Linked DNA regions of Mus musculus: all the other regions are linked to region 2. Evidence: chromatin contacts called from public Hi-C and targeted proximity ligation data. All regions are on one chromosome and are shown on one strand. The core of a region is the stretch at or near the end of the contact, and the rest is flanking DNA. Distances in the headings are between cores, read along the strand shown.

What was found. A called contact is a pair of places that touch in the nucleus more often than the background predicts.
Region 1: a contact with region 2 is called in a Hi-C map of the N1E-115 cell line, with 5 times the contacts expected there. A contact is called at or near these places in 5 of 484 Hi-C or Micro-C datasets (the G1E-ER4 cell line, the N1E-115 cell line, embryonic stem cells and 1 more).
Region 3: a contact with region 2 is called in a targeted proximity ligation map of craniofacial prominence, with 9 times the contacts expected there. A contact is called at or near these places in 2 of 39 promoter capture datasets (the 3T3-L1 cell line and hippocampal neurons), 44 of 484 Hi-C or Micro-C datasets (the 3T3-L1 cell line, 3T3-L1-derived adipocytes, B cells and 28 more), 15 of 130 datasets of targeted methods (the NIH/3T3 cell line, PVALB interneurons, astrocytes and 12 more) and 2 of 9 other capture datasets (embryonic stem cells and macrophages).
Region 4: a Hi-C map of cortical neurons shows a contact between it and region 2.

Annotation. Positions count from the first base shown.
Region 1 is chr19:31,422,578-31,425,528 of GRCm38.p6, reverse strand. The region is part of intron 2 of Prkg1 (protein kinase, cGMP-dependent, type I); the gene reads left to right. Among named protein-coding and RNA genes, the nearest start is that of 8430431K14Rik, 210 kb to the right of the region's middle.
Region 2 is chr19:30,842,107-30,844,806 of GRCm38.p6, reverse strand. All of the region lies in intron 5 of Prkg1 (protein kinase, cGMP-dependent, type I), which reads left to right. Among named protein-coding and RNA genes, the nearest start is that of Cstf2t, 240 kb to the left of the region's middle.
Region 3 is chr19:31,662,654-31,665,709 of GRCm38.p6, reverse strand. It overlaps Prkg1 (protein kinase, cGMP-dependent, type I), which reads left to right and starts at 1,340. Exons shown (of 18, transcript NM_011160.3): 1 at 1,340-1,739. The coding sequence starts at 1,429.
Region 4 is chr19:31,382,541-31,385,391 of GRCm38.p6, reverse strand. All of the region lies in intron 2 of Prkg1 (protein kinase, cGMP-dependent, type I), which reads left to right. Among named protein-coding and RNA genes, the nearest start is that of 8430431K14Rik, 170 kb to the right of the region's middle.

The DNA.
Region 1 (2,951 bases), core at 434-2,933, 580 kb before region 2:
TACCAAGCTGTTTCCTACCAGGTTCCAGCGAATTCTGGATCTTTCTCCCTTAAACGCTTGAGGATAACTCAGGCTCTGCTCACCTTTCATGCTGCCCTTCTTTGCCATGGATTCTGAGTGCTTTGAATGGCGATTACAAGCTTGTTAACGGACTTGGGCCGAGTCGGCTCACTCATTTCTGTGGCAGTTTTATCAGTTGCTGAATGGGAAGTAGCGCCAAGCAGCATCCCTCCAGGGAGAGAATGTACAGTTTGACACGGATGAGACAGAATGAACACAAATGACATTTTTTTAACTGTTTCATTGATTTCCTGAAGAAAGAAGTATTCTTTCTCTGACCTAGTTAACAATTCCTGCCCTGCTTTGTGTCATTGCTCCGTTTGTCATGGTTTTTGCTTGTGGTTTTCCTCGTCTTTCCTTCTTTCCTGCTTCCCGGACCACTGTCGATTTAACGCTGCTTTAGACAAATAAAACTGATGAACAGAAATTGGATTCCTTACTCTCGGTTACCAGACAATATCCACTTTAACAAAAAGCTTATCTCTACGATGGAGTTCAAGCACCCATCTGGGATTTTATAGCCCAGGCTTCTGATCACCAAAAAAAAAAAAAAAAAAAAAAAAAAAAAAAAAAAAAAAAATTGTTACCTGTGTCTCTAACCACTACCTCTTTTAAATGATTGAAGCATTCAACCATCCAGGGTCTTGCACATTTGCCAAACTGAAGGAAGAAGGGTGCTGTCTGGCAGGCAAATATCAAGAAGTTCAGAAACGCAATGAGTCAAAATGTACTTTATAACTCAATATCGTATCCTTAACTAGGGAAGAATTAATCTTTTTTTTCCTAACAGATTCGGTTGCTGGCACAAGTGACTTAACGGTAGATCAGGTGTAATTGGATTCCATGTGCCTGAAGGTACAATCTGACCCAAGCTATTGCATTTGATAAAAGAGGCAACTGCTTTGTCTTGTTTGCAAGTGGACTGCACTATCTGGAAAGCAGATAAGGTCAACGGCTTTCCAAGCACTTCCTCTCTGGAAGACTCCATGCTTCCAGCCCACAGAGACTTAGAGGGAGTTTAGACAAACAAAACATTTTATTTAGTATTTTGCTTTTAGTGAAATTTGATGCCTTGGAAATCAGCTCTTGGAAAGAACACAGACCTTTTCCCATAACCACGCGTCAGCTCTGAAATCTTAAGCAAGTTACTTAAATTACCCAAGGCTCTGTTGGCGCATCTATAAAAGGAGTTAATGGCATAACTTTTTATAGAGGAGGATTAAATAAGATAATGAATGAAACATGCCTTGCACAGGACCTGGAACAAGGATGCCTGCACTAACTATCCACACTTATTGTCACCTATAAAGTTGGTGAAATGGATTCTCATTACAGGCTCCAGGGAACCTAATCAAATCATAGATGTGGTGATCTAAGCTCTGGGCAACTGCAGATGTTAGTCATAGAGTTTCTTACATCACAGTATCTTTTTATATGAGTCCTCTGTAATGCACGTTTTGCTCCTGGACTGCCTCAGTTGGACTAGCCTCCTTCTAAGTGTTGAGGAGCTAAGAGGAGTGTGTCCCTGTGGATAGGTCACAGCTATCCCAGTGCTGCTTCCTGTTCTCTGTAGAGGGCTTCTTGGTTTACAGATGAAATCAGTTGGAAAAAGAGACTCTCTAGGCCCTTGCTGTCACTGTCCAGACCTGTGACAGACAGCTCTGCTTTCTGTTCCTGATGAGAGCTTTGGAATCAGCGCAGACAAAGAAAAAGTACACACACACACACACACACACACACACACACACACACACACACATCTCTCATCCCGAGAGAGGCAGCGTAAGCAAGCATGGTCAGTCACTCTTGTGCCCTTGTGTAAATCTGGGAGAACTGCTTTCTGCAGTTTGACATGAATCCAGTCTCTAGATTATGAAAAATCAAACAAAGCTCTCAGTCCCTGAAATTGATTCCACAGCTTTTCCAAGCCCCAAGAACTTACGTATGGAGGCAATAGTATGTTCTTTTTTGAGCCTTGAGAAAGCAAAAAAGGAAAGAAAAAAAGAAGCAGAAGAAACACAGGTAGATGAAAGAGCAGTAATAACGACTAGACAGCTGTCCTATGAACAACACGGTTTCTAAGCATTTTCTGGAGGGTGATGCTCAAAGAACATTTTCCTGAGATCTGTATCATCAACATTAATAGAATTGGATTATTAAGGTTAAAAAAATTAATTTACTTAGAAGATTATTTGAAAGCTAAGGTCAAGTATTATTTCTTGAAAGCATATTAGACACGGTAGCATTAGTTTGAATGTTGAGCAACATTTGACAGATTTTTCTTAAAAATGACTTTCTTCTTATTTTTTAAAACTCCTAGGGCACTGGGGAGATGGTTCGGTTGGTAAAGTGTTTGCCATGCCAATGTGAAGACTAAATTTGGCTCCCCAGAGCCTATATGAAAACAAACAGAACTAGCTAGGTGTGGCAGTGCTGCCTGCAACCCTAGTTCTGGGGAGGCCGAGGTGGGAGGATCTCTGGAGCTCCCTGGCCAGCTAGTCTGGCTGAACTGGAAAACTCCATGTTCCATGAGGAAGGCTTTCTCAAAAACAAGATGGAGTGCAACAGAGGAAGACGGTCAACATTGTCTTCTGGTACACACACATGCTTAAGCACTCACATGTGTATACACATATGTATACACACATGCATAAACACACACATGTATATGCATATGCATAAGCACACACACATGTGCACACACACACTCAGTAAAACTCATGCACACTGCCATAAACTTTTCTTTATATCATTCCCAATAAATGGGTATTACTGTTATTTTATATGTTAATTTTATCTATTCATTAAGAAGATACTATATACTAGGAATGGATAGAAGTACTTTACATATTATCTTATTTAATGTACATAAACTCTAGTCAGTAGATATT
Region 2 (2,700 bases), core at 162-2,661:
TATTATCTATAGTCTCAGTGCACAGGGAGTGATATCTGTGACTCATATTAGGCTTAAACAGACCTGTTGGTGATTAAAGACCATAAGATTATGCATATTAGTGTTCCCATATGGTTATAAATGCTTGTGTGAGTTTTCTTGTGTTTGAGTTTAAAATCCCTTAGTGTTATATCAGCTAACTTCTAGACACGATCTAGTTAGACTAACAAGCGTTGGTACTGAAGATTCTTGCTTTAATTAGCCATTATTTATTATTATTATTATTATTATTATTATTACCACCATCATGCTTATGTGTATGTATGGGCATGCCTGTATACACATGTAAAACAGAGACAACTTTCAAGAGTTGGTTCTTGCCCTGGACTTTGCTGAGGTAGGATCTTTTGTTTAGATTGCTCCGCTGTTACCTGCTTCAGATTCGCTGGCTCTTGGACTTTTGATGCAATCTCCTGTCTCCCCCTCCCACCTCAAGGTAGGAGGCTGGGATTACAGATTTGCGCCCTGACATCTGGCTTTCACATAGGTTACAGGATTTGAACTCAGGTTGTTAAACTCAGGTTGTGGTCAGAGCTTTTGCCTGCTAAGCCATCACCCAACCCCATAGCTCTATTTCTAAGATAGGTAAAAGTGACTATATAAATAAATAAAACCTTTAACCTGGAATTATTCTGAATCAACACCTAATGGGTTCTTCTTTATTTTTTTTCACAAGAACCTCTAGATTTATTTAAATAAGGTTCCTGATCTAGGGAACACCTGTGTGCTCATTGCATTTATTTCCCTGGGGGAGGGACTATGAGTTGGGCCTGATTTGAAACAGGGTAGCCAAGGCTGACCTGGAACTCACTGTATTCCCAGCTGGCCTCAAACTTGTGACAATCCTCACGCCTCAGCCTTACAAGCGCTGGGTCACAGGTGTGAGCCACCGTGCCTAGCAAACACAATTACCTCTGAGCTACTCCAATAGTTCTTATTGAACAGATGTCAATGGGGTCAAATGACTAGACTAGTCATTGGGGAAGGGACATATGAAGGGGAAAGCAGAAATGAGTCTATACTTGGAGCTCCATATCAGCTTTATAGCTATCAAATGTGACTACATAAATAAGTTATATAGCTATCGAACATAGGTGGGGGCATGGTGGGATAGTTTTCTCTTATATCCCTACCCCCCAAAAAAAAGGAAAGGAAAGGAAAGGAAAGGAAGAGAAAAAGGAAAACAAAAGCCTTTGTCTATATTCCTACATTTAAAATTATGTCAGACTTACTGGGGCTATACTGTTGTCTACGGTGCCACCTATTGGTAAAATGAAGCAAAAACAATCTACTGTCATTGGTACAGTATCCTCTTAAATCTCCTTAGAGTTTTGCAGGCAGCTGTTAGAAAGCAGATTGTCTGTGATCCGACTAAAATAGGAGATGAATCATGTGCCTTATGCAGAGATGCTCAATTTTGTCATTTAGTAGAGACCCAGATAGGATCTAGGAGGCAGGATATCCGACTTCCCTAGTTCATAGCTCTGCCAAAAAAAGGGGGGGGGTAGGGTGGGGTGGGGGGGAGGGCTGTGAGATTGTTTAGGGATTCTAAGCACTTGGCTCTTCTCATCTACTGGAATGCAAGTGGAATCGTCTCATATGACTGCTGCCTTATACAAATGTGAGCTGAAGTGCAGAGTCTTTTGTAACATGATCTCTCAGAGCCTTTGTGAAGTCACACAGCTATAGCAAAGGGCTGGCTCAGAAGATGTAACTTTCAAAAATTAGTTTTGTGAGAATAGCCGACATAAACTGTAAACCCCTCTAAACAAGCATGTGGTTAGCTTTCATGGAAGAAAAGGTTAAATACCAAGTACAATATGATAGATGGCTGAAGGAGTCATTGAAGTTTTTTGAGATACACACACACACACACACACACACACACACACACACTCCTGCTGAAGCTCAGGAAGGCTTTGATCTTATACTTGTCATCATACTGCTCTGGCCACTCTCAGTGTGATTACAGGCTTGTGCTACCAAGACCAGCATGAAGAATTAGATTTCAGTTAAATTAGCAGGCTTAACAAATATTAGGACTTCTCATTTCAGTGGTGCCCATGTGTATAACCTAAACCAGAAACATACATACACTAGGCATTGGAGTAAAATAGGAAAATTGATAAGACGTCCTTCATTACTGATTGAAAAAAAATGCTACTATGAAAATCATAATTAAGGCAGATTCCTTCACACTTTTGAACTTCCCCAGCTTTTATAGGGCAATGTTGTTACTTGTGAGTTTTACTCACCTCCCACTTACTGTGCAGTTGGTGTTTGAGGTAGATTTTTTTCCATTAATCATTTCATTTGTTTACATTTAAAATCTTATCCCTCTTTTTTTGGTCTCCCTTCTATGTACACTCCACCTATTCCCTTCCCCTTTGTCTCTAAGAGGGTGCTCCTCCACCCACTCACCCACTGACCTCTCAACTCTCTAGCATCCCTCTACACTGAGGCATCAAGTCTACACAGGACCAAGCGCCTCCCCTCCCACTGATGTCAGATGAGGCAATCTTCTGCTACATATGAAGCAGGAGCCATGGACCCACCCATGTCTGTACTCTTGGTTGGCAGCTTAGTCCCCGGTAGCTCTGAGGCATCTGGTTAGTTGACACTGTGGTTCTTACTATGGGGTTGCCAACCCCTTCAGCTGCT
Region 3 (3,056 bases), core at 91-2,590, 820 kb before region 2:
ATAAGTTTGGACAAGCTGGTGAAGGTTTAGTTAACTATTAGGCACTTATGTAAGCATTAGGTAAATATTTTGGGTATTCTAAATAAGTGTTCCCAAGATGAGAGACCAATTCTTGGACTGAAAGAATGCCGCCTTCTTGCTAGCAGTTTAGCCCACACTGAGCAGTTGGTTCTGGCTGGTGAAGTGGTTGGGTTGAGAGCTAGTGTAGTGGGTGGGACAGTGCAATTACAGCTCCTGTAGTTTTCCCATCCTTTGTTGATCTTACCTCTTCCCCAAAGTTGGCAAAATTTTCTCATTAACTCCTGGGCTGTTAGGAAAGTAACGTTGAAAAGGTATGGTTCCCTTTCTGAAAGAATGTTTTGGAACTCCGCTGTGTTTTTTAAGCCCCCACCCACTTCACCAAATCCAGCAAATGGAAGAAGCCAGGCCTCTAGGGAACCATTCCGCAATTGATACTAGCACAAATGGGAGGGACCAGGGAGCTGCTGAGAGGCCTGCTCCGGCCCAAAATCCTTTGGGGTTTTGGCTTTTGCCCCTAGACGAATTCATTGATCTAAGTTTGGCAGGCAAGAATAGGGAAAATTAGGAGTGTGGAAAGGCTTGGGGGCGGAGGTCAGATACCCATCCTAACCTTCCTCAAAGGCACCTGGACGCCCGTGGAAATCCCTCCCAGGCACTGTAAGCTCTCACCTTTGGAGAGGCAAGTTTCTTTGCAAACCCTAGACACCTGTGTGAGGCGCTCCCCGTGGGAAAGGTGCTGTGGAGGACGCAAGCGCTCAGCCACACTGTTTTCCTCTGTGAGGCTGCGGTCACAATCCCTCCAGAAGTCAAAGCTGTTAGCACGCACAGTCTGCTCTGTCTCCCTTGGTCGCCAGGAACCTAGCCCCACATTCTGTAGCCCGGAGCCCGCTGACGCCTCCAGTTTGCTCCTGGTCCTCTCCCTCCCACCTCTCCACCTCCGAAGTAGCGCTCCAGCCTCGCTCCGCCCGCACAGCCCCAGCGCCCCCGAGCTTTATCAGGCTCCCCACACACATCGCTGGCTTCCTTTGGCACCCGGCGTTGGTGACCCGAGCCGAGCAGCCACCGCCTCCGAGCCCAGTCTCCCTCCTCCCGCCCGTGGGTCACTGCGCCTCCGGGCTTTGCTCCCCAAAGCGCCGCGGCTCCCACCGCCTTTCAGGTTCATCCTGGGCTGGACCTGTTTTGCTCATCCCTAAACCCGGAGAAGTGGAATCTGCACACTGAAACTCTCTGTGGCTGGAGCGGCGGACTGGGCATGCTCAGAAGCCAGGCTTGGCTTTGGTCTCAAGTCGAGGGAAGCTTTTGCACTCGCGAGGCAGCGGCGACTTTAGGGAAAGTTGATCCGAGAGGGGAGGAAGCCCCAAGACGCGGAGCAGCGGCAGGCAGGAGCCCCCGGCAGCCCGGAGGAGCATGGGCACCCTGCGGGATTTACAGTATGCGCTCCAGGAGAAGATCGAGGAGCTGAGGCAGCGGGATGCTCTCATCGATGAGCTGGAGCTGGAGTTGGATCAGAAGGACGAACTGATCCAGAAGCTGCAGAACGAACTGGACAAGTATCGCTCGGTGATCCGGCCGGCCACCCAGCAGGCGCAGAAGCAGAGCGCCAGCACCTTGCAGGGTGAACCGCGCACCAAGCGCCAGGCGATCTCCGCGGAGCCCACCGCCTTCGACATCCAGGATCTCAGCCACGTGACCCTGCCCTTCTACCCCAAGAGCCCACAGTAAGCAGGGTTACGCGCCCGGGTCCATGTGGCGCCCAGGCGGTGGGAAGCTGCGGGTCTCTGTATTGTCTGTCGGCCCCTGCCCCTCCCGCTTGCCATGTCTGTCCTCATCCTCAGAAATGTCTCATTTTCACGGCACTTCTTGAGGGGCTGTGCACGTTTCTCAGGGCCAGACTCCCTGCACATCCGTTGCCTTCGTGTCTTTGTCAGATGCCAAGGTATTTTTAAAATATACATACATATACGTTCATATATGCCACCTACTGTACATAGTTTGGACGCGCCCCAGGTGTGTGTCTGACCGTGTGTGTGAGTGGCTGTTGAACGGAGGAACCAGAATCCCCTTCTTCCCCAAAGCCCCAGCCAACCTGGCCAGCCGGAAAATCCTAACTGCAGGCTCATCAGACTGAAATGAAATGCGTTGATATTACCCTGACTTTCCAAGCTCTTGTGGCTCTCCTGGATTTTTCTACATGCCGCCGGCGCTTCATGCTGGTACCGTTCAAACCTGAGGTTCTGTCACCATCAAAGTGTAAAAGAATAAGAAAATATACATATAAAACAGAAGAATTTTTAAAATTTTCCTGAGTTGGATGACATTTACAATCCATAAATGGAAACCTAGTCTGTTGATTTTTTTTTTAAAAAACAATGTTTTCATAATATCCAAGAGAGAATATTACTTGTTTTTCCTAAAAGAATTTTCACATGGTTCCCAATGAACACTTTCATTTCCCCCCAGAGGGTTAATGTGTTTTCAGGGACAGTGTAGTCAAGCACATGCTATTTCCAGTGGGGACCAAGCTGTGTCTCACATTCAGGTCTCAAGCCACTGTGCTGCTAGCAGTTCTTGTGTGTTAGAGAGCAGTGTAGTTTTAGTGTCAGTAGGATTCATAACTTGGATGGGGACCCTGAATGAAACTTGTTACACAACACTCGAGCCCAGAGTCCATATGGAGAGTGAACAGCAGGGATGGGACAGCAACAGAACCAGAACACCATCTGAATGGCATTTTAATTAATAGTAATGACATAATTGGTAAAGCAGAGGATTCTGTTGTCCTGCTCTTAACTACATAACACGGCTGGATGACACATGTTACATAATAACAGAAGGTCCCTGGGAACCCTTTACTTCATAAACACAGGGGATTCATAAGAAGAGAAAGTAAATGCTTGGTTATTGCCATTTGTATTTCTTGGATGGAAGGGCTCAGAAGTACACATTACATACACTTTTGAGAACTTAAAAGTCAAATCTATACATGCTGGCCCTCCCTACCCCATGAGTCATTTACGGGCTTAGCTAAAGACGGA
Region 4 (2,851 bases), core at 77-2,576, 540 kb before region 2:
CTCCACCCTTTTTGTAAGATATAAATACTATCAGGTGAATAAATCCATCTTTATTTCTGTATTGGAGTTTGGTTAAACTATTTTTGGGGAGAGTTTTCAGTGAAACTATTCTCTGTTTTTCTTTCTTTCCAGAATAAGAGACCCATGTGCCTATTTCTAAAGTATTAGATACAATAAAGCAGTAATAATATCGAGTAGCAAGAGAAAGAGACAGAGACAGAGAGAGGTTGAGTTCAGGTATTCTGTTTCTTCTCACGTTTTACATGGCACTTTTATATGACATCTCATGTGATCAATTTAAATAAAATATGAACCATAAATATAAATTTGGCTCTCCAGAAGCATCATTAAAAATAACTATTTGGGTAAAGCTAGTTTTAAAGATAGGCACAATCCAGTATATCCAAAATATTATGTCAATGTGTTTTAATATGAAATTATTAGTGATTGTTTTTCAGGAATGTTTCTGTATTAAGTGTTAGACATCTACTCATAGTGTGCCCAAAGTGTTCACCAGTTCAGATGACCCACATTGGTATATTTCTGGCTGCCGTATGGGATGAAAATTTGTAGACTAAAAACCAGCTCATTGGTTTGTCCTTAGGGGTCATTGCTGGTCTGCCCTCTATTTTCTTTTAACTTCTTATATCCTACACCATGACTGCAGCCCTACCTGTTAATTCAGGACTGCAGGATTTTCACCTTCTTTGTGAGTGCTGTAGTCTTTACCTCCATCTAGTCTACCTGTATCTCAAACTATGTCTTTTATGAGTCATAAACTGATTTTATGAGTCATGAACAGTGGATTTTGTTCTGGATTTAACCCCATCTTCATGCTGAATAATCAAGTAATCTTAAGGAAGTAATTTGGTTTCTTTATACTCTATATTATCTCTGAATACAAAACAAGTTTAAAACGATGAAAACATATACAGCGTCATGGTTCTTGTCACATGATGGCTATGATTCTTCTTTCTCCCTGTGGCTTTCTAAGACTCTGTAGTGAGTATCAGGGGCATTGCCACCGGCCAGCAATGCCTTGGGTACTCTCTTCCTTGGTAGCTAAGATCGTTTTAAGTAAACATCTTGTTGTTATGCTGTGATCTCTTGACCGTTTATCTTAGGGCCAGTTTTGCTAACCTTTTTCTATTTCTTAGTTCTTCGTTGCCACTATCACTCTTTTCTTGCCTCCTGCCAAAAGCTATTAGCAAGGCATGCAGCCAATGGTTCCTAGAAGTAAATGATTCTGGTACCAAGTGGAGCTGCATAAGAGCCCTTCCGCCAGAGCTGAGAGCTGACATGTTACTACTGAGAGCTATGCCCAACTCTGGGAGACAGCACAGCAGCTCTGTCCCCTGCTGTAACTGTTTCCTAGGCAACCCATACACACTGCCAGAGAAAGAAATGGATGAAAGAAAAGGCAAAACCTGCTTCCCGTCCAGTTTTTGATACTTTTGAAGTGTTAAAAATACTGAAAATAAACGAATAGCTGAGCACATGTCTTATTATTTCATGTCATGTTTGTTGTGGCCACTTGTCATAGACCTAATAGAATTGTGAGTTATTAGCAATGGTCTGGGGTGAGAGAAACTGGTTATTTCGAGTGTGGTAAAGTTGATAGGTTGTTGAAAAGCACTTTTGCCTGTCATCCTCAGGTTTAATTCTATTTTGAGGCATATTGAGATTTCACAAACAGTATTTGAAAATTCTATGCTATGGCGTGTTATTAATACATAAATAAACCAAGTTCTGACTCTAGTATCTAGAAGCTTTGCTAAGTAACTCTGTCCTGGTGGTCTTTCTACAGATTCTTTGGGGGTTTTCTCTACTTAGAATCAAGTCATATACCAAAAATGAGAATTGTAATTCTATATTTCCATAACGCTGCTATTCTGCATTTACCAATAAGTAGGGCTCTTACTATCATATTTAGTACAATAAAAGTAGTAGAAGGCCTTGACTCCTCTCTCAAAGCACAAGTCTTCCATGTCCACCAATAACTGTACTATTCCTATGTTTCTGTGTAGATATTCTTCTATTCTTGCTTGGTAAATGCTATTCCTAAGGACCAAATCTTTCCCATTATTTTGTGTGTTTATTTCATAGGCTATCCTGGGAGGGGGACAGATATATGAGCACATGTATACACTGCCAAAGGTCAATGTCAGGTGTCTCCCTCCAGTATTTTAAAAGACAGGGTCTCCCAATGAACCTGAAGCTTACTTATCTAACTATATTGACTGGCCAGTGAACCCCCAAGATCCTCCTGCCTTTGCCTCTGCAGCACAGCCCAGCTTTTTAATGTAGAATCTAGAGATTGGACTCATGTCCTCATGCTTGTGACACGAAGCACTTTGTCAATTAAACTGGGAATACGCAATTTTATATTTTAATAGTTTTGACATAAAATCTTTGAAGTCTTACCTACAATTTTCATTTATGGCTTCTGATTATAAATATTGAAAGCCACAAGGAAACATGGTTGTTTTGTTTGTGGCAACCATTAGCTGGAGCCACGTGGCACTTGCTCTCAATTCCAGGTTTACTAAAGAGAATCACACTCTCCAAGTGCCACGTCTGCCTCACTTCCTGCTATTTACACCCTACCTGCTTCATTCATTTATATTTCTATCCTGGCTTCTAGAAAACATGGATTTGCTTCCATCAGCACTGTGGTGGAGACCTTGACCACCACAGGTGGGGAAACTTCTGTAAGCAATGCTCGATAGCAATGCTCACTCATGAAAGTCTGTTATTTGAGGCTGCCCTGGCATCATGGTGTTGCAAAGCACTGAACAGCCACCTGCATTACTCACCAGGCTGCAGGATGTCTCATTAGGAGAGATGCTCT